Regions from separate parts of the Sus scrofa genome. Here all the other regions are linked to region 1. A link is a contact called in public Hi-C and HiChIP or PLAC-seq data. All regions are on one chromosome and are shown on one strand. Each heading gives the region's core, a stretch centred on a gene start, on an enhancer-like site or on the middle of the called end of the contact. The rest is flanking DNA. Distances are from core to core; before and after follow the strand shown.

Region 1 (5,350 bases), core at 1,812-4,311:
GCAGGAAATACATCTGCCCCCTTCCCAGTGGATACCCAGGGTCCCATATGAGGGAAAATGAGGGAAAATTTCCCTCCCGCTCTATTTCAGTAGTTGTCCCATCCTCACCAGGGCATTTGATGTCACTGACCCCAAGATTTATTGGTAACCTGTATCACATTTTACAATCCTACTTTTTTTTTTTTTTTCTTTTTAGGGCTGCATCCGAGGCATATGGAAGTTCCCAGGCTAGGGGCCAAATCGGAGCTGTTGCTGCCAGCCTACGCCACAGCCACAGCAACTTGGGATCTGAGCCGTTTCTGTGACCTACATCACAGCTCATGGCAACGATGGATCCTCAACCCACTGAGCGAGTCCAGGGATCTAACCCGCATCCTCATGGATTCTAATCAGTTTCGTTAACCACTGAGCCATGAAGGGAACTCCCTACAATCTTACATTTAATTCATCGTGTATGTGTCTGCCTTCATATCTCGGTAGGAAAGCCCATGAGGGCAGAGGCAGGGCTGTCTCGGTCACTGCTGAGTCCTCAGCACTGCCCAGCACAGGGCCAGGTACGGAAGAGACACTCAATAAATATTTACTGAATAGCTAACATCAGAAATTACTCTCAATTGAAACCAAAGACCTAGATCTCAGGTCAGAGAAGTCTCAGGCTTGCTTGAGTGCCAGTGCCATCTCCCACCTTTCAGGATCTCCCAAACTTGCAGACCTGTTAGAGAACCCACAGAGCCTCCTCTGCAGCCAAGCCAGCACTGCTGGGGCCCATCTACTGGGGTTCGGACTCAGCCCACTGGGGCCACTGAGTTTTCCTGGTGGCAGGACTCATCCTCTGCCCTCCACACTCCAGCGCATTTATGAGTGAGGACATCATGGCCATGATTCTGCATTTCCTTGGGCAACTTTAATTCTGGATGGCACACGAGGAGGGACCTTTTAGGCTAGTGGTTCTCAGCATCTTTTGGGAACTTGCTAGAAATACAGACTCTCAGAGCTCATCCAAGACCTACTAAATCAGAAACTCTGGAGGTGGGGCCTCCAATCTGTTTTAGCGGCTCTCAGGGTAACCCTCAGGCACACAGAGGTTTCAGAACCACTCTTAGAGACTGTACTAATAATTATTATGATTATACCACCAACAGTTAACACTTAGTGAGCCTTTACTGTGTGCCAGACACTGCTTTGAAAGTGTAACTGTATCAGGAGCTCCTGCTGGGGTGCTATGGGATCTGTGGTGTCTTGGGAGCGCTGGGATTCAGGTTTGATCCCTGGCCTAGTACAATGGGTTTAGTAAGATCCTGTTGCCGCAGCTGTGGCTTAGGTCAAGACTGTGGCTTGGATCTGATCCCTGGCCCCGGAGCTCCATATGCCCTGGGGCGGCCAAAAAAACCCAAAAAGTTTAACTGTATCAGCTCATTAAATCTTCTCAGTCCTCCTAAAAGGGAGGCATTGATCTTATGCTCACCTTACAGATTAGAAAAACTGAGGCCCAGAAAGGGGAAGTGATCTGCAGACATTCACATAGTGAAGGGGTGGTGGCACCAGTGTGTAATTATCACCCTCTGTACTAGGACCTTCAGAAATAGTGAATTTCTAAAGAGGACTCCTCTTAGAGAGTGAACAGTTGGTTTGACTCGCTCAGCTCCTTAAGATTTGGGAGGTAGGTGCATCTGGGGATCCTATCTCAAGGAGCAGGGAGGAACACATGTCAGCAGAAGAAAAAAAAAAAGCCGAGGTGGACCTCTGCAAAGCCCTCAGAGGCGTGGACAATGCCCCCTCCATGAGATCCCCCCCTCCCCCGCGTACTGAGTGTGCAAATGGTCAGGAACTGTGGAGGGCTGCTCACCCGTGGTCCGGGAAACGGCTAGCGAGAGCGAGGAGAGGTCAGTGGACCCTGCAGGGAAGGAGGCATGTCTCAGGAGGTGATGGAGATACAGCGGGAGAGGCCGAGAATCTCCCAAGCCCCACCCGGTTTCCCTCCTGGCCCGGGGCCCTTTTGTTCGGCCCCCTCACCCTTACAGTCTGGCCTTACTTCCTTAACTCAGGGACAGGTTCCCTAGTTTCTGTCATTCCCTTCACCCTTCATCGCATGCAGGCCCTGCTCCTCTCCCGTAAGAAGGTAGAGAAGGGCCTGGAGAAGCCCTTCTCGACCTCAGTTAGGAAAGTCCCCACCTCCTTCCTTATTTCAGGGTCGACCCTACACCTTCACCCTGCCAGCGTCAAGCCCGTCCCCTTCTCCCTCTCAGACCCTGCCACTTCTCTCCTGAGGCAAGCCCCACCCCCTCTTTCTTGTCTGAACCGGATCCCGCCCTCTTTTTTTTCAGAACAGGCCCCGCCCCTCTCCCCTCTATGCGCGCGGCCCGGCCCCCTCCTCTCAGTCCCCGCCCCCTCACTCTGGGTCGGAAAGACCTCGCTTCCCTCTTTGAGCTAGGCTCCACCTCCTTCTGTGAGCCAGGCTGCTCCTTTTTCGCCCTCTCTGGGTCTGGCCACGCCCAATCTCTCAGGAACAGCTCCCGCTCCTCCTTCTCCGAGTCAGACCCCGCCCCCTCTGTTTGTCGCGCCCCGCCCCCTTCTTTGCCTCAGGGTCAGGCCCCGCCCCCTTCTCACTCTCTAGTGGGACTCCTCTCTTACCCTGGCCCGGTCCATGTCACCACACTCTGCCTCCTTCCTTCTCTTTGATATAGTGTCCCCAGAACCTTCACACTCGCCCCGTAAAACCCCTAGACTCCCGTAGGAACTACAGACTACTCCAGGACCCCCAGGACTCCTACATCTCTGGTCCCGCCCCAGACTCCTCTCCCGAACCCAGCCCGCTTACCCAAGGCCCCCAGCTCCGGCGCAGCGGACGATCTGGCGACGCGGCGACTCGGCATGGCCCGACCAGTGGGGACTGACGGCCCAGACGCCAGTCCAGACCAAAACACACACGCGGGCAGGCCGGACGGCCAGGTGGCACAGTCCGGCGGACGATTTCGGGTCGGGAGAGCGGCGCAGGGGCTGGGGCCGCAGGCCGGGCTGGACGCGCGGCGCCCGGGGCTGCGGGGGGCGCCGGGCCGGGCCGGGCGGGAGGCGGGCGGGGGCGGGGCGGCGGAATTCCCCGGCGCCGCCGGCCTGCACGCTCATTGGTCTGCACCCTGTCGTGACGTCACGCTAGGGGAATGGGAAAACCCCCACGCATCACGTGGCCGCGGGGGCGGGGCCGGCCGGGAAGAAGAAGCCAAGCGCGCAGGAGGGGTCGGGCCGGTGATGCTGCCCGTTGCTCTGCGCGAGACCACTGAGTCCTGCTTGAGGCCACTCACAGTCTACCCATGGAGCAAGTAAGGAAACTGAGGCCTGACCCCCAGGTCTGCCAACGGGACTTGATTTCTTCCCAACCATTTAGAACATGTAAAAGTTACACAAAACTGGAAAAAGCCGGATTTGGCCTGCGGGCTGTAGGCTCCATATGACAAGGGCATTGACAGGGAGGCTGTGATTTGATGTTCTAGAATCAGGATGTGTGGGTTCAAATCCTAGGTCTTCCACTTACTAGGAGACCTCAGACAACTGACTTCTGAGCCTCAGTTTCCTCATCTGAAAAATGGGTCTAATACTGGGATGGTTGTGAGGATTAGACACTTAATAGCTGACACTTGTATAGAGCTCTGACATGTGCTAGGTGCTGTTCTAAGCACTTTATCTTCTAAATGTTGCATCACATTACTTTGTGAGACTTTGGACCAATTAACCTCTCTGGGTTTCAGTTTTCTCACCTGCTCTTGTGAACATTTGACTTAACAGAGCTATTGCACACAGTACTGTTCCAAGAGCTGGGGACATAGCAAGTAACACACCAGACAAAAGCACCTGCCATCATGGAATTGAAATCCAAGTGGGGGAGACAGAGGGAGAAGAGATAAGCAAATAGACGCCTGGTGGTAATGGCGGTATTACACAAGATAAGCAAGATACATGGATTGAGCTTGGAGGTTATTTGGGTTAGGATGTTCAGGGAGGGTCTAAGGTGACATCTGAAACGGTGAAGGACCCATGTGAATATCTAATGAAGAGTGTTCAAGTCTTAGTGAACAGCATGTGCAAAGGCCCTGAGGTGGGAATGCGCATGGCATGTTCAAGGAACAGCAAGGAGGCTGCAGTGGTGACTGCTGGGGAAGGAGCCAAGATGAGGCTAGAGCGATGGCCTGTAAGGTGATGGGGCCATTGGGTAATATTAAACTTGCTGAAGCAAACCACATACAGCACTTAGACTAGAGCTTTGCTCGTGATTAAAGTGTTGAGTAATGGCTCCTACATATAGGATCGGGAACCCACCTCATCCTCCTCCGCTCCTTGAAAGGTCAGGCTTCAGAGACTGTTGGGTGAATGACTGTAAGGATACATCAGAAGCCCTCAGTGCTCAGGATTCCCCTGGGGCTCTGAGTCCCGTGAGAGCAGGCCTGGGGCTGTCTTGGTCCCTGCTGTGAACACAGAATCCCCAGCTCAGAGCACAGTCCAGGGGAGGGGCTCAGGGAAGGTTTGTTGCCTGACTGTATCAGTCTCCCCACCAGTGCCTGAATGCAGGCCCCCTCAAGATCCACACTTCTGCATGTGCCTATGTCTGTGCAAGTCAGCACTGTGCAAACATGCACGGAGCAAACTTTCCCCAAGTGACGCCTGTGCCGAGGACACAGTGTGACCAAGACAGCTCTGGCTCTGTCTGTCCTAAGAGGGCTCCAGTCCAGCGGAGAATGACCTGTCCCCAGGTAGTGACGATCCACAGCAGGCAGGGCTGGGATGTGGGAACCCAGAGGAGTGCCAGGAGCTAAGAGAGCACAGCAGTTATAAAGTAGGGGAGATAAGGTCTCACTCTCCACAGCTAGGAGCCTGGGCTCCTCTAAGGGTACTGGGGAGCCATGGTAGGTCCTGAGCAAAGGATGGGCAGGGTCAACTTTGTGCTTTAGAAAGTTCTGGTTGCTGGAATGGAGAATGGGAGGGGCAGGAGACCAGAGAGGAGGCTGAGTGGGGACCCCAGGGTGTGAAGAGGAGCCTGAACTGGGTGGTCTCAGTGGAAGTGAAGAGGTGAGAGTCCCAAGCACCTGTGGGGTACAGCTGATGGCTGTACCATGGCAAAGGCTGGGCTGTGCAGCTGTGGGAAGAGGAGCTGGGCGTGGGGTGACGAGACCAGTGAGCCTGAGAGCCCCTGCCCCCTTCGGTCCTAGGAGTTCAGCAGAGGGGCCCTGAGAGGAGTGGGAGCCATGAAATGACACAGAACAGGGGAGGGGGCAGTGGAGCCTGTCAATGGCTGTGGCTGCCTGAAGAGTGGCATGTGTACATGTGTGCGCATGCGCGCTCTGTGCATACCTGGGACCTT
Region 2 (5,350 bases), core at 1,959-4,458, 130 kb after region 1:
TTATTGAGATCTAATTCCCACACCATACGATTCGCCCATTTAAAGTGTGCAGTTCAATTGGGCTTTTAATAAATTCATAGCATCCACCACCACAAACAATTTCAGAACATTTTCATCAGCCCCCAAGGATCCCAGCTGTTCTCAAAGTCTCTTCTGTCTCTGCTGTCTGTCTGATGGCTGGGTCTTCCCGGGTCTGGGTCTCCTAGTCTCTGGAATCTGGCTCCCTGCAGACTCCTGGGGTCTCTAATCTCTTCAGGCTTCTGGGTTCCATTCCTCAGAGTCTCTGTTCCTCGGTGTCTCTGACCCTTGCTCTCTCTGCCTCCTGGGTCCCCCCCTCTCTGCATGTCTCTCTGCACCTCCAGCCTCCTTTCTCTTTGCGGGGCCATCTCACTGGGTCCCTTCCTCTCCTCCCCCTCTTGCTCCATTTCTTAGCATCGCTGGGACATTAAAAATGTAACAGTGTCCCTGGTAGGGGCGGGGGAGCTGGCTGGCGCGCCCAACTCCCAGTCCCTCCCATGTCCAGCACTCCCTGCGGCCCCCACACACTGCTGGCCTTGAGGCTCGCCTGTGCCCTGACCTCCCTGGGTCATGGCCTCACCATCACTGACGGCTGGGGTTCTTTGGGCTCCCCAACTTTCACCAAATCCTCGGCTCTCTATTTATGCTGTTCCTGTCTTCATCCTGATAGCCATCCAGCTCCTTTCCCCCTGCCTTTCTCTGTCCCATCCTAGTGTCTCTCCAACCCATCCCTGTAGCTGTATGTCATTCCATCCCTCGGTTCCATTCCTGTGTCTCTGACCACGACTCCAAATTTTTTCTGACGTCCTCCCTCTTTTGGCTTCTGCCCCCATCCCTGTAGCTCTAGCCTCTCCCTGTATCCTTCTCCCCCTTCTCCTCCCAACCCCGCTCCCCAGGATGCGAGCAGACACCCCCCCCCCCGTTCCCCCGGTTCTCCCCAGTCCAGTCCTCCTTCCCTAACAAGAAGAGACAGCAGGCAGCGGTCCCCTCTCCTTCCATCCCCCTCCACTACCATGGGGCTGCCTGGCTGACAGGGATGAGCAGTGAAAGCTGGGAGGACTGGGGAGGGGAGCTGGCCCAGTAAGAAGCCCAGGTGGTGCCCCCTCATTCCTGGGGGCCAAGGAGGGGGCAGGCGGAGGCGCTGGGGACAGGGAGACAGAGACGGATGGAAAGGAGACAGTGAGGGCGAGAAAGGAGGAGAGAAAGAGCTTGGAGAGAGATTAGAGAGCCAGAGGAGCTGAGAGGGAGAGGGTGAGAGACAGAGAGAGGAAGAAGGGGGGGAGTGAGGGAAGGAGCAGAGGGAGAGAGAGGAGAGGGAGGGAGAAAGGGAGGGGAGAGAGAGCAGAGAGCAAAAGCACTAGGATGGAGGGTCAGGAAAGGGGAAGACCTCCCCATCAAGTGCCACCCCTAAATCCTCCCAATGGCCTTGCAGGAAAGAACTATGATATCTGCTGTGCTAAGGAGGAAATGGAGGCTCAGGGCCGCTTGCTGAAGCCCTCGGGAGGAGGGGGGCGGGGGGAGTGGTGCTGTTCTCAAAGTCTCTTCTGTGTCTCTGCCATCTGAAGGCTGGGTCCTCCTGGGTCTGGAGGATCCTGGGAAAGGCTCTCAAGTCTGCAGGTGGCTGTGGATCCTGGGAAAGCGGTTTGCCCTTTCTAAGACTCTGTTCCCTCCTCTGCAAAATGGGAACAGGAACTGAACCTGTCTCCTGGGGGTGATCCGGCGCCTTCCACAAGACCACGCACCGAGTCCCCACCGGGTGCAAGGGGGGAGGGGTGGATTCTGAGCATTCTCCTAGAGGTGGCGGGGTCTGACTTTATCTCCCTATCTCCCACACAAGAGGGAGAGGCAGGTGATGGAAGCGGCAGTCCCTGACTCCAGGTGGAATCTGGGAGACAGTTCAGAGACCTGCTGGGAAAAAAGACCAGAGGCAAGACCAGAACTTCCCCAAGTTGCCTCCGCACTTTCTGGTAAACCTTTGGGAAACTCCAGTACACTAAGTTTCTAGCTGGGAATAAACAGCCCAGTCACCTGCAAGGGGCGGGGCCGGAGCCTCCTTCACCTGTTTCCTCCCAGCCCCTCCCTCTCCTAGGTCTGCGCCCCTCCCCTCTGGGAGGTGGAGGGAACAGGAGGGGGCTAGAGCGGAGGGAGAGAGAGGGGGGATTAGGGCGGCGTCTCCTCCCGTCCACCCCCCGCAGCGGCTCCGAGGACAAAGGCACGACTACAGGAAAGATAAGGTCCCGAAACCGGGAGTCTGGAACCGGGAGCCAGGAGAGCCCCCGCCCGGCCCGGCCCGGCCCCGCCCGGCCCGGCCCGGCTCGCCCAAAGTGAAACCCGGAAAACTTCCCTAGGGGCCTCCCCGCCGACGGCTCACAAGGAACGGGAAGGGTCCCGGCCGGCGGGACTCGGCCTCCTTAGTCTACCTGAAACACAGCCCACCGAGCCTCCAGTTTCCAGGCAGGGCCTCAGGCCCTGCATTTTATCTAGTACCCGAGTCGGGATTCCTGCCCACATGTGTATCTGCATCTCACGAGACATTCCAATGCCCCACAATTAAATCTGGAGCCCAGGAGACAGGGCGTTTGCCCTCCCCTTCTCCCAATTCTGTCTGGCACCGAGCAGACAGAGCCCTCGGCTCACCACACGGAACTCCTAAGTTTGAGCCCTTCCTGCCCTCAACTCTACCAGGACCCCGGCGTCCGTAGCCCCTAGCCTTCACACTACCTGGCACCCAAGAGACAGAGCTCTCACCCTCTAATTTTTCTGAGGCCCAGGAGTCAGCCCCAGTCCCTGGTTTTCTGGGGCCCGGGAGTCAGAGCCTCGGGAATCCTGAGGCCCGGGATTGGAGCCCTCAGGCCCTTCCCCAGGTCGCCCGAATTGTCATTCTTGGCCCTCCAAGAGGCCCAAAGTGCTAGTTCCCCGCCCCTCTCGAGGACCTCGGCATCTGGCTCCCTGCCCTCAATTCTCCCCAGGCCTCAGACTCCCAACTCCAGGAGAAGGAAAGATTGGGGGGGGGGGTCTCGATTCATCATCTCGACCCTCTGCTGGGGTGGGGAAGGGGAGGGGTTCGCGCGCGCCAGGGAGGCGTCTGCGGTTTCTCACGGGTTTCCCGGAGCAGTAGTAGCAGCAACGGCAGTAGCGGCAGCGTCGGCGGCGACAATCTTGACGGCGGGAGGGCTGCGGCCCGGGCCATGGGGGGCCCGGGGAGGGGGACCGGGACCGGGCGGGGGCCTGAGGGCCACTCTGCGAGCGCCAATCGGTTGAGAGGACGACCAGGTGCCTGGGTGGCTCTGGCTCCCGGCCGGTTCCTGCCGCGCTCTCTTCTCCCGGCTTGGCTCTCGCTGCCTGGCTCTTCCAGCTCGTTGCCCCCCGGTTCCTAGCTTCTTTCTGGCTTCGGACTCGCTGACGTCACAGGATCCACCCCTTTCCTCCCCCCAAGAGCCGACCCGATCCCAGGCTCCGGCCACGCCCCCTCATGCTGTTCTGACCCGCCCCCTCCTGGGAGGCCCTGTCCGCGCCTCCCCAGGATTCAACGCCCGCCCCGCCCCCAGCATTCCTCTCCCTCCCCTTCCTGCTCCTCCCCAGGATTCCAAGTTCGCCCTTCCCAGGGTTCTTTGATCACAGCCTCCTTGCCCCAGAATTCTATCTTTGCCCTCTCCCAGCGTTCAAGCTCCGCCCCCTAGCGTTATTGCCACGCCCCTTTACTCAAGGTTGCCCTCGTGCCCCGCCCCCTGTCTAAGGGGCGCTGTAGTCACGCACGCGTCGGAGCTTTCGGCTGTCTCCGCCCCCGTGAGGCTCCGCCTTTCGCGGTGCACCCCGCCCACCCGTTCTCCGCCCCTTCTCGGGAGCTCAGTCCTGGCCTCGGCCCCGCCCCAAAGACTAACCCGTCCCCTTCAGTTTTAGTCCCTGCCTTCTCGTCACACCTGCGTGAGGAGCGTGGGTTCTCATAGGCCCGCCCCCCTGGAACCCCGCCCCCACGCAGAGTCCCCACCCCCTTCCCTGCCTCTCGAATTCCCTAGTTCTCACCCCGTGCCTACTGTCGTTCGTATCTGTGCGCATCTCAGCCTGTCCTCGTCGCTTTCTAATCTCTGCTTGGGACTCTAGGAGTCGCTGCATCGTTTCTTTTTAAATTTCTCTTTTAGTGTCTCTTTGTGTCTATTTTTTGCCTTTCTTTTTCCGTCCCTGTTTCTCTATCTCTGGGTTTTTCAGTCTTCACGTTTCGCTGTCACTTTGTGTAGCTGGTCTCTTTCTTTCTGGTGTCTTTCTATTGCTGTTTCTGTGTCACTTGATCCTTGTCTCTTTTCCATCCCTTTGTCTCTGTCTGCGTCTCTGGGTCTCTGTCTTCCTCTATGTGTTCCTATCTGTGTCTCTCTGCCTCTTTCTGTGTCTGTCTCTGTCCTTATGTCTCAATGGGTGTTTCGGTGTCTCTTTCCGTGTCTCTTGTTTCTCTCTGCGTCTCTCTTAACCTCCCTTCCCTCTCCGCATCCCCCAGTCCTCTCGGGTGTCTGGTCCTCACCAGTTCCTTTCCGCGGCCGCCCGCCAGGGGGCAGCACAGACCAGCCCCCCGCATTCCGCTGGCCCTGCCGCCCGGCTAGGGCCTCCAGACACCGTTGGTCCCTCCCCGCGTCCTTGTCCCACTTCTCTTATCTTTCCAGCCTCCTTGCGTCTTTGTTGTCTCTCGCTCTGACTCGGCCCCTTTGTCTCTCCTCAGAGGCTCCCGCTTCTCCCCACCCCCACCTACCTCTTCACATTCTTTGGGCTGCGGAGGTGGCGGGGAGCTGGTGAGGCCACCCAGCGTGTAGGGGTGAGGGGGGGAAGCAGGAGGCCAGAGGGAGGGGATGCCACTGAGCTCCTGAAATCCTTCGGTTCCTGTTCATCTGAATGAAAACTGATCAGCTGGGGGCAGATGCCTGGGAACTTCTTGCTTTACCAAAAGGAACGTCCCCCTCCGAACTTGCCATCCTTTCCACCTGCTGCACACCTGAGCTTTCTTCCCCAGATGGGCAAGATCTTAAGTCGTGGAGACTGTTTCTGATGGGCATTCACATCTTGGTAATAATACTTTTTTTTCTTTTTCCTTTTTGTCTTTTTAAGGCCGCACCCGCAACACATGGAGATTCCCAGGCTAGGGGTCCAATCGGAGCTGTAGTCGCTGGCCTATGCCACAGCCACAGCAATGCCAGGTCCAAGCCGGGCTGCGATCTGCACCAGAGCTCACGGCAACGCCGGACTGAGCGAGGCCAGGGATAAAACCGCGACCTTATGGACGCTAGTCAAGTTTGTTAACCACGGAGCCACGACAGGACCTCCTTTAATAAATGTATTTAGCACTTAC
Region 3 (5,350 bases), core at 1,436-3,935, 85 kb after region 1:
AAGGACAAGAGCAGCCTGGGGCTCAGAGGGGTACGGGGAGCCACCGACTCCCCCTCACCTGGATGGCCATCTTGGACCTGAGGCCGGGGCCCAGCTGGTGAATGACCTGAGCATTGAGGCTGCCGCTATTGTCCATGTCACCCACCAGCACGGGGAACGCCTGTGGGGCAGAGGACAGGGTTAGAGGTCAGAGATCTAGCATTAGGGAAGAACACCCATGATGGGCCTCGGTGAGAAGCCGAGGATTAGGAAGCCTCAGATTGGGTCTTCTCCTCCAAGAAGCCCTCCAAGGCCACCTAGGCTGACCCAGGCTCTCCTCTGAGCTCACACTGCTTTTGGGTTCTCCCATCTCAGTCTTGCCCACCCTGGACTACTGCTGTCTGGGGACAGGCCTGTTCCCTTTCTCCACTGGGCTGTGAGCCCCATGTCTGTTTGAATCACTGCTATGTCCCCAGCACAGGGCTGGGCACAGAATGGGGGTGCAAGGAAGGTTGGTTGAGTAAATTACCTGGAAATGGTTAACATAAGCAAAGACTAATTTAGTCCCTTAAGCCCACCCGTGTCCTGGCCCAACCTCCTTCCAGGCCCCCAGTTTTTTCCACTCCCTTAATAGCCTCCAGACAACTTGAGAAATGCCAGTTCCAAAGCATTCATCTGGCCTCCTCTTGGCCTGTCTTTCCCTCGTTCAAATCTTTCAGTGGCTCTCCACTGCCCCCTAGTGCCCCCGAGGTGAAATGCCTAGCTTGGCCTTCGAAGCCCAGCAAGGATCCACACAGCCCAGCCCTGCCCACTCTGGGTCATCACTGGTGACCTTGGCGTCCTCAGCTTCTCTCGGCACAGGGCTAGGCTGAGAAGTGGAGGGCAGGATGAAGAAATGACCCAGGCTCCAGGGCACCTTGGAGAGACAGACAGCACGTCCCAACACCCTTGGCAGCTCTGACCTCCTACTGACAAAGCCTTCTTTACCTGTTTGGCTGCATTATGTGTTACAAGAAAGATACAATGAATGAATGGCAAAAGGAAGCTCACCTCTGTGGGACTCAGCTGCTTTGTCCCCACGTACGTGACCCCAAAGTGGTAGTTGGACTCCCCGATTGTGCTGAGGGCGACTGTATGGTTCACCTGGGAAAAGAGGGAGGGCTGTGGCGATGAGTCCGAGGACCACGCCCCTGCCCAAGGAATGCAGCTGAGCTCATGCCTAGGACAGCTCCCCTCCAGCCCAGGATCCGGGATCCTTGTCAATCTAGCTTTCCTATCAGGCTGGGCTGGGCTGAAGATGAAGACTGGGAGGTGTGCCCTGACTAGATTGGAAGCTTAGAGGAGGGATGTGCCAGGGCTGGGGCACACGCCTGGCACTTTATTCCTGCCTGGATGCTGGTTGGGGGTGAGGTGCATTATTTCTGGACTCTTGGTCCCCAGACTCTACACTGGTCGCCACGGAGTGGTTAGTCTGGCAACAAGGAGCCCACACCTTTAGGCTGCAATAAAAGGGCTGTGTGGGCAGATGCAGGGGGATGGGGGGGATGACCCCTGGAGGAAGAGGGGCCCAGGAAGGCTCACCTGGAAATGATTACTCAAACCTTTGTTGACTGTGAGCTTGACACCTTCCATCTGAATAGGAAACAGCTCTGAGAAAGAGAGAATGCTGGTTGTCACACTCCGAACACACACACACACACACACACACACACACACACACACACACACACACACACCTCTTCTCAGGTGCCTTCCTTCCCTAGAATCCTCACTCTCCATTCCCCAGGTACCCACAAGCAACACATTGCAAAGTACCCCAACCAATACAGAGGCAAAACAGCCTAGTGTTTTGATGTGCTCAGGATCAAGGCCTTTGCCTACATCCAAATCCCAGGGCCACCACTTACTGCCAGTGTGACAGGAGACACGTCAACTCATCTCAGTCTGTCAATTTTATCAACTGGAAGTTGAGGATATTCACCGCATAGAACTATTGCAAGGGTTTCATGAGTTAACACGTACTGAGTGCCAGTGCTCAGGATGTGGCCACCACTCTTCCATCATAACTATTCCACATCGGGATCCAAAAGCCTTGGCTTCTACCCCCACTGCCCCTTGCTGTCACGGTGACCTTGGGCCTCAGTTTCCCTCACGATCACATGAGGCTGGCTTGGCTGATTCCTGGGGTTCCTGAGGTCCCTAAAGCTTTTCTCTGCTGCCTTGGCATTCCATCCCAAGGTTCCACCATTTGATCCCATCGTTCTAAGCCCCGAGTTCAACGTTGCACCATTCGACTCCAACATCAGCTCCTAACGCTGTGTTCAATGATTCCAGTGGTCCGTGCCAATTCCCAAGGTCCTCAGTGTTCTCCCCCTCCCCCCGAGATCCGGGCCATCACACTCCCGCCGGGCCCCTAGCCCCTCACCCTTGCACTTCCGGTGGCACTCCTCGAACGTGCCCGGGTTGGGCAGGCAGCCACAGGCCCCATCATCCCCGGTCCCTCCAGCGTTAGCGGCCGCAGTCCCAGGGGTCCGTTCGGAACCTCGACCTGTACCAGCCCCAGCGCCCAGGCCGCCCCCGAGCGGCGGCAGCGTGAAGCCGGGAGGAGAGGGCGGAGGCGAAGGCAGTCCCACGAGGGGAGGCGCAGGTGGCGGCGGCGGCCCTGCAGGCGGCGAACTAGCGGCCAAGACGTTCCCCATGGTCGCCTGCAAAGGGAAGGGTCAGAGGGCAGAGGTCAAGGCCCACGGGCTCCAAGCCCTGTCCCCAGCCAACACCCCCTTGCTCGTAACCCCGGTTCTCACCCGCGGCAGCGCCTCCTCCCGGTCTGGGCTCCGCTCCCACCCCGTGCGCCACGCGCAACCGAACCCGCTGCCGCCGCCGCCGCCACCGTCGCCCCGCCCCCCCCAGTCCATTGGTTTAACGGGCCCTTGCGTCCGCCCACCGGCTTCAGGGTCTGGCCTTACTATTGGTGTCGTGGATGAGAGTTCCACCCACTTCCTTGGAACGTCCTTTTCTGTTGGTTCCCACTCGCAGACAGGTCAAAGCACACCTCCCCGTCCTTCCCACTGGCTTGGAGAGCCCACGCCGATTGGTTCGCGATGCCGCGGGTTCCGGTGCTCGCCCGCCATTGGCCTGTGCTGCTTGCTTTGCAACGCCCTTTTGACGTATCGCCTCCGCCCCTTTCCAGAAGTCACCCCCCCCACACTTTCGACTCCGCCCCGCGGCGAAGTTGCCATGTTTATTGGTCGGCCTTGGTCCTTGACGCATCCTGATTGGCTCCGGCAGGTACAAGGTCCTACCCTATTGACGTAATCTATCTGGTGTGTTCATTGGCTAAAGTGCCGGGGTCAAAGGACATGGATAAAGGTGGGTTGCGCGGCAGAGGCTGCTAGGCAGCAAGGTCAGGCCTCGCGTCCCACCAGGCTTCGCGGCAAAGGGGCGGCCCCCTAGTCCTGAGTCGCGGACCGAAAGCCGGAAGTGCTGGCCGTTCCCACAGTGCCACGGGAGAATTCTAACCCGTTACATGAACCCTGTCCTGTTTCTTGTTACCCACAATGCCCCTTACCTATTTAACAGGACAGTTGCCGTAGACCCACCCCTTTCGTTACCCATGATGTCTTCTGGGTCTCCTCCCACCCCTGGCCAAGTCGCTGCGGCTTCTATCTTTGGCCCATTCATTCAGGTCCCATTACCCAGCATGCCTTCCGTCCCATTCATTTCAGTTTGGTTGCCTGTACTACCTTTAGCCCCTTTATGCCCGTTCATTCCCTTCATTCTTCTAGCTCTTCCTTAATTGAGCATCTAGTTTTGGGTCCATTACACATCAGCTCCATTATTCATCCCTCTGTCCCTGGCTTATTCATTCGGATCTATTACCCATCGTGCCCTGAGCTCCTATTAAAACAATACTGGAGTTCCCGTCGTGGCGCAGTGGTTAACGAATCCGACTAGGAACCATGAGGTTGTAGGTTCGATCCCTGGTCTTTCTCAGTGGGTTAAGGATCCCGCGTTGTGGTGAGCTGTGGTGTAGGCTTGGATCCCGCGTTGCTGTGGCCGTGGTCTAGGTCGGCGGCTACAGCTCTGATTCGACCCCTAGCCTGGGAACCTCCATATGCCGCAGGAGCGGCTCAAGAAAAGGCAAAAAGACGAAAATAAATAAATAAATAAATAAATAAATAAATGAAATAAAACATTAATACTTTTGCTTTTGGCCTGTTTTTATTGCCGTTTATTCATTACGCCCAAGCCCCTCGTACTTAATTACTGCTATTTCTCCTTTGTTCCCTTTATTTCTGTCTATTATTCATTAGATTACTGTTGAGGATTCCTTTTCCTTAACCACCATGCCTGGACTCCTTCCCCTCTCCTTCCATTACCCATCACTACGTTTTTGGCTTATGCATTCTTGCTCTTTAGGCCCTCCATTATCTTTGTCATATCTTTTGTCCTTTTTCTTTTTGTCTGTAACCTGTCTTGACTTCTGGTCTACTGATTCCCTCAAGTCCTCAGCCCCCTATTCATTTCCCATCCTGTTCCATCTCCATCCCCTTCACAGCCCACAAAAAAAACACTAGGTGAGACCTGGTCAAAGTACAAACTTGTATCTTGTAGGAAATGCTCTATTACAAAACAATATCACATCCCCAAACCCAGGTGATCCACTTTCCCATCCAGGGAGATGCTTGGTCCAATCCCACTGGACAGGAGTAAAGGGACTCAGTAGTTTTCAAAGTAACAGCAAATTCTCCCAAGGCTGGGGTCAGCAAGGCACACTCAGCATGAGGCTCACCCCATGTAGCCCTGAGTTGGGGCTTAGTTCCCTGTAGATAGGAAATGGGGTAGTGGGGGCTCAGGGAAGGGTCTGTACCCTGAGACTCCTGCCTGCAGGAGGGAGGAGATGGGGAAGTTCTGCTTTGAGCTGGGGACTCCCCTCCCTTCCACTTTTGGGGGGCAGGGTGGGGACTGGGTGAGAGGAGCTCTGCCACCTGGAGGGCTCAGGTCTGAGCAGCAGGATGCCCCCAACACCCACCCCAGCAGACCTACTGGGAGTCACCGTCTGAGGACAAATCAGCGATCTGGGGTCTTCTTTGGGATTTTTTTGGGGGGTGGATCTGGAGATGGTGAGACATGAGAGGTATGATCTAAGGTCACAGTCTTAGGGGTCCTTGGGTGAGAGGTTGTGCAGAAACATACCTTCCCCAGCCCCTCAAGAGTCAAGGTGTTTCCATTGTCATGGCCCATTTCTCTGGGTCAGAGATCATGGATTAGAAGTCTTAGCAGAGCCACCGGAGTAGAATTCAGATGAGATGCATGTGTGTTAACTGACAGTGGCCTGGCCAGAGGTCAAGGAGTCCTACATCCCTGGCAGAAA
Region 4 (5,350 bases), core at 1,133-3,632, 78 kb before region 1:
CCACAGACGGAACACCGTCCCTTCCCCTGGCCCCAAGCCCACAAACGGACCAGCAGGTCTGCCCCTCTCCTGGAAGCCCGTGAAGCAGAAGCATCCAGGCCCCGCTTTCCTGGACTGGCCCCTCAAATGACCAGTATCACCTAACATCGGCCCCCCTGCAACCTTAGGAAGACTCGACCCGGCCAGTTTTCACTCGCCATCTTACGGAGTCCTCGCTGAAGCCCCGTGGCGTGGGTATTCCCACCGACACTTGGGAAAACTGGGGCTCCGAGGAGTTAAATAACCCGTCTGAGGTCAGGCAGTGGGTAAATGGGAGTCAGGATTCGAAGCAGAGCCCTGCTCTGCCTCTCCGGCTCTGAACTCCCTGGACTGGATACCACGCTACCACCAGGGCCGACTCCAACTCTTCCCTTCTTCAGACCCACTTCTCCAAGCCCTCCAACCCCAAAGTGACCACCTATCCCCCTTCAGACCCACTCCTCCAAGCCCTCCCCCGATCCCACCTATCCCCGGGGCGAGAGCACAGGGGCTTGGCTGGCTCCCAAAGCCAAGAACTTGAAATCGCCCTCCGCCTCTTTGACAACTGGCCAAGATGCCATTTATGGAGGCTCCGCGTGTGTTCAGCTTCCAGTTACCACATTTCCCACTCTCGCATCAAAGCCACCAATTCCTCCACTGCCCACAGACTAGCAACGGTTCCTCCTCTCTCCCCACGGCCAACAGACTGACTTGTGGAGAGTCACACAGCCAGGCCAATCCCTCTCTTGGTGGGCTCCATCCCAGAAGGCGGACACACCTCTCCAGGACTCGATACTGCCAGTCGTCTCTGGAGCGACTGTCCACCTTCCCAGCCCAACGGATAAAACACACCCCTCCAACTGTCCTTTCAGTCCCAACACTGAGTTGACCTTCCCCAGAGGACTTATAACCCAGGCACTCACTCTCTCTCTCTCCCAACATCTCAAGCCACCAAACTTCTTCAACCCTCTCACCTTCTACTGACCGGCATCTCCCATTCCCCAACTCTTTCTCAAGAGGGAAGAGAAAAAAGGAAAGGAAAAAAAAAAAAAAAAAAAAAAAGATCCTTCTAGAGCCAGGCTCCAAAGTTTCTCAGTTCCTGAATGACTGACAATGTTCTGCTTCCCTTTTTTGGGAGAGGAAGAGGAGGCAGGCAGTAACTTTTTCTTCCTAATGCCAAGATCCAAAACACCTCCTCTGACTATCTCTCACCCACCTCCCACCCCAAATTGACCAGCAACTCAGCTCCTTTATTTACTTCTCAGGAAGCTTATTTACCTTGATTCCCTCTTCTCAACCCCCAGATTTACTAACTCCTCTACAACCATAGGCCAGGTTTATTCCTCTTCCTCCTTTCACCCAAGGAAGGGAGCAACAAGACCACCCCTTGCCCTGAGGCTTGCAGGCCAGCGATTTAACCTCTTTCCATCCCCATGGGCCCATCAAACTCCTTCAACGCCCATGTTGACCCACTCTCCCTCCTCTAGCTGCTCTATCCTCCTTCGAGGGAACTACGAACTCAAAGCCCTCCTAATTTTCCATGCCACCAAACTTTCTTCCCTTGCTCACAGTTTTAATTCCTAAAACGATCGCCTTCAGCGTCCCTTGGAGTGGGGACGTGGGGAACAGGTATAAACCAGCTACTTCTCACCTTCCCAACCCAAGAGCCACCTCCTCTCTAACACCCTCCAGCTCTAAACTGACAACTCTCTCCTTAAACCGTCATTAGGTGCAACTTATTGAGCTCCACCTCTGTGCTGGGCGCTGCACCGACACCCAGGTCCCCCACCAGCCCGCCCCCGCGCCCCAGCCCTAGCTACCGTGTCTCCAGGGGTCTTTGGGTTCCACAGCTCCGGACACGATATCTTCGTCGGAGGGGAATGTGACGCGTTTGGCCGCAGCCTTGAGGCGCCCGTCGGCCGGGGGCGACGCGGGGCTGGGAGACCGGGCCTCGGCGGGGGCCTCCTCGGTTTCGCCGTCCGCGCCCGGCCCGGGCGGCGCCTCTTGCGGCGGGATCTCCATCGCCGCCACCTCCTCACGGGGGCCCCGGGGACATGCCCCGGGCCCCGGACTTGTCTCTCCGGACCCTCCCGCCGTCCCGGGGCATGGGCTCCGCCACTGCTTCAGGCGCCGCCTCCGTCCGCTCTCCTGGTCGTCGTAGTCGTCGCCGCCGGCAGCTCCGGCGCACCTCCCCCGAGCCCCGTGCGCGCCTGCTCGTTCGCAGCCGCACTTTCGTTAAGGGCCTGTGAACCCGTCTCGTATTCAGAAAAGCAGAAAATCACTTCAAGCTGTTTTCAGGTAGAGCTGTCTAGTGGGTTGTTTAAAGGGCAAACAAAAGGCAGAAAGGGCCACAGGAAAAAGAAGCGTGAGCGGTGAATCTGCAGAGCCGGAACTGCAGAGCGGGGGGGCGGGGCGAGGTGGACGCCGTCTCCCAGAGCAGCGCGCAAGCGCGAACCCGAGCCGCCCCCTCCCGCCCCCCGCGGGCCTCTCTCGTCACGAGCTCAGGCAACCGAGAAGGGAACGGAGTAGATAGAAAGAAAAGCCATCTGCTTGGTGGGGCTGGGCCAACCGATAAGGAGAGAAGGGGTGGAGAACTTGAAAGGAAAGGCGATAGGAACTGTGTTAATATATGAGTACAGGTTGTGGATGCTGACAGAAAGATCCTCTGCCTGGGGACAAGCCCGTCGCCACTTGCTAGTCTCTAGCCTTCTGTTTGCAGACTACAGTTTCAATAATAACTCTGTATTTGGATAGCGTTGTATAAAATACAATTTAAATTTAAAAACTAAGCGTTTCCTTGTGGCTTAGCGGGTTAAAGATCCCGAGTTGTCACTGCAGCGGCTTGGGTCACTGCTGTGGCACTGGCTCGATCCCTGGCCCAGGGAATTCCACATGCCTGTGCGGGTGCGGCCAAAATAAGAAAAAAATAAATTTAAAAACTAAAATATGAGCCACACTAAAATATTACAGCTCTGATTTAATTTTTTTAAAAACTAGACCAAAGAAGAAATGCCAAAAGCAAGGGGCGAATCTGCCACCCAAACTACCAGGCGATGGACCAGGTAGATTACTGAGCCAGTAGCAAACTAGCACGAACTCAAGCCACCCCCACACAAGTGCTCATCCAGGCGCTTAATATTCGCTCTCGCACTTTCGTCATGCTCTGCCAGCCTTTCCAGCCGCGGGGAGGGGTGGGTGGGCGGGGCTAAAACCAAAAAAGGGGACAAGAGGAGGAGCAAGCGACTCGTTGCCAAGGCAACTTGAAACCCTGGCCCAGGAATCGCCAGAGGTAGCGTTGTGAATGGACAAATGGGAGTTTAAGTTCTCCACGTGCTCCATTCAGCTTCACCACTGAAGACAGACAAAGCGAATCTCCTCTATATTTAATGGAACCTTCCCTTACATTTTTTCCTTTTGGCCACGCCTAAAGTTCTGGGCCAGGAATCCATCCCATACCACACCCGAGCCGCTGCAGCGACAACCGGGACCCTCAGCCCATTGAGTTACCAGCGAATCCCTTCACTTACATGTTTAAATTGATGTGACTATAAAGAGGGTAGAAATTACTTTTTTAAAGTAAATCTGCTGAGGAGTTCCCATCGTGGCTCAGTGGCTAACGAATCCGACTAGTATCCAAGAGGTTGCGGGTGTGATCCCTGGCCTCGCTCAGTGGGTTAAGGATCTGGCCTTGCCATGAGCGGTGGTGTGGGTCGCAGACACGGCTTGGATCCTGCGTGGCTGTGGCTCTGGCGTAGGCCAGCAGCTACAGCTCCGATTAGACCCCTAACCTGGGAACCTCCATATGCCGTGGAAGAGCCCTAGAAAAGGCAAAAAGACAAAATAAATAAATAAACCTGCTGGAAGACTACTAAGTAACGGGGCTAAGCTAAGCAAGTGATGAGGCCTGCCATGCCACACAGCTGGGGCAAAATGAAGAGGGGGCGAAGTTTCACCCTAACCCATAACCCCTCTGCTTTTCCTCAGTGGCGCCACCACACACGGTCCGACCAGTCCGCAGGGACTGGGAAGAGAATGGGCCTACCCAGAAGCCAGGCAATAGGAGGAGTGCTTGTGAGTGACCATGTGACTCAATGTGAGCCTTACCCCTGTCCATCCCCACCTACCTGAAAGAGAAATCAAATCCAAATCTCCCAAACCGGGCATCTGGTTCTCTCTAGCCATTCCCAGAGACTAGGAGAGTCCAATCCTCCCATTCCCTTGATGCGCCCTCCCCGTCCTGGCCCAGCTCCACTGGGCTCAGCTCCTGGATAACCACCCTTCCACTCCCCAAATCTGGCTTCGTCCCTGCAGGTTACATTAAAAAACAACAATAACAACAAACAAAAGAAAACCAGAGGCATATTTTCCTGGGATAATTGGCTCTTTGGTGGGAGGGTAGTACTGGGGGGTATGTCCAAGGGGGTTGAACTGTGCAGCCTCTTCAACAGACATTTCCCACGAGGCAATCTGCCTTCCTTTACTCCCTCACCCCCGCCGCCCCAAGTCTTCAGGAACGGGTGACAGGCCCATATACCTGCAGCCTTTAGAGTTCTGTGAGGTAGAGCATTCCTTCCAACAGGATCTAAGACTCCTGGGATGCAGAATTTTACTGACTACACCCTGGAGGTCTTAAGAAGCCAGGGCTGCTTGGAGCTTGGCTCAAAATTCCAAGAGAATTCAGAACTCTATGGCCCAAAGGTCCCAGCTCGTGAGCAAATGGAGGCCAGGGAGACGGCAGCTACACCCCAGGCAGAAAGATGAGACGATACCAACTTCACAGCTTGAAGGCGTATGCGATAATGTCACTACACCGGAGCAGCGCCTCAGCCTGTACACCGATCGGGGTCTGCAGCTGCGACACATAGAAGTTGGCCACGTCCAGGTCCGTAGCTCCGAAGTGGGCAGTCACCTGCACGCCCTCGTGCAGCGTGAAGCTCACCTGGCGACCCACCATGGCCAGCAGGCTGCGGAGGTAGCGCTCCCGCAGGGCGGCTCGGGCCTGCTGTTCCTGGGATTCCTGAGATTCTTGAACTACAGGAGACTCCGGAGTTTCAGGAACCTGTGGTTTCAGGAGGCCCCTGCGAGCGTCGGGGGCAAAGCCTCGGCTCAGGCCATCCGGGCCCCGGGGGAGCCGGAGCACAGGCACGGGGATGGCCAGCGGCGTCTGCATTATCCTGGCTGTTGGGGGAAGAAGAAGAGTGGGGAGCCATGACGGGGAGCGTAGGGCCTCAGAAGGAGGGAGGCCGGGAGCAGAGGCCTGTCCACCGCATCTCCCCTTACGTGGCCGTAACCCAACTCCTGGCTTCCCTCCTAAAACCCCTGCCACCCCTCG

Evidence for each region. Hi-C and Micro-C count contacts between places; a contact is called where the count stands out from the background. HiChIP or PLAC-seq counts read pairs in DNA pulled down with a chosen protein or histone mark.
Region 2: a contact with region 1 is called in a Hi-C map of liver, with 6 times the contacts expected there. The contact joins the promoter of NECTIN2 here to the promoter of RELB in region 1. A contact is called at or near these places in 1 of 47 Hi-C or Micro-C datasets (liver) and 1 of 2 datasets of contacts at active chromatin or transcription factors (alveolar macrophages).
Region 3: a contact with region 1 is called in an H3K27ac HiChIP or PLAC-seq map of alveolar macrophages. The contact joins the promoter of TOMM40 here to the promoter of RELB in region 1. A contact is called at or near these places in 6 of 47 Hi-C or Micro-C datasets (alveolar macrophages, embryonic fibroblasts, epiblast stem cells and 3 more) and 1 of 2 datasets of contacts at active chromatin or transcription factors (alveolar macrophages).
Region 4: a contact with region 1 is called in a Hi-C map of skeletal muscle, with 4 times the contacts expected there. The contact joins the promoter of PPP1R37 here to the promoter of RELB in region 1. A contact is called at or near these places in 3 of 47 Hi-C or Micro-C datasets (heart right ventricle, liver and skeletal muscle) and 1 of 2 datasets of contacts at active chromatin or transcription factors (alveolar macrophages).

The regions. Positions count from the first base shown.
Region 1 is chr6:51,442,381-51,447,730 of Sscrofa11.1, reverse strand. RELB (transcription factor RelB) reads right to left here and starts at 3,061. Exons shown (of 12, transcript XM_021094521.1): 1 at 2,819-3,061; 2 at 1,847-1,894. The coding sequence starts at 2,873.
Region 2 is chr6:51,315,515-51,320,864 of Sscrofa11.1, reverse strand. NECTIN2 (nectin cell adhesion molecule 2) reads right to left here and starts at 3,208. Exons shown (of 6, transcript NM_001097494.1): 1 at 3,118-3,208. The coding sequence starts at 3,208.
Region 3 is chr6:51,357,491-51,362,840 of Sscrofa11.1, reverse strand. It overlaps TOMM40 (translocase of outer mitochondrial membrane 40), which reads right to left and starts at 2,685. Exons shown (of 9, transcript NM_001315748.1): 1 at 2,405-2,685; 2 at 1,561-1,628; 3 at 1,030-1,122; 4 at 59-160. The coding sequence starts at 2,678. It also overlaps a transcript of NECTIN2 not described here.
Region 4 is chr6:51,519,990-51,525,339 of Sscrofa11.1, reverse strand. PPP1R37 (protein phosphatase 1 regulatory subunit 37) reads right to left here and starts at 2,382. Exons shown (of 14, transcript XM_021094533.1): 1 at 1,839-2,382. The coding sequence starts at 2,040. It overlaps GEMIN7 (gem-associated protein 7), which reads right to left. Exons shown (of 5, transcript XR_002344688.1): 5 at 4,361-5,196.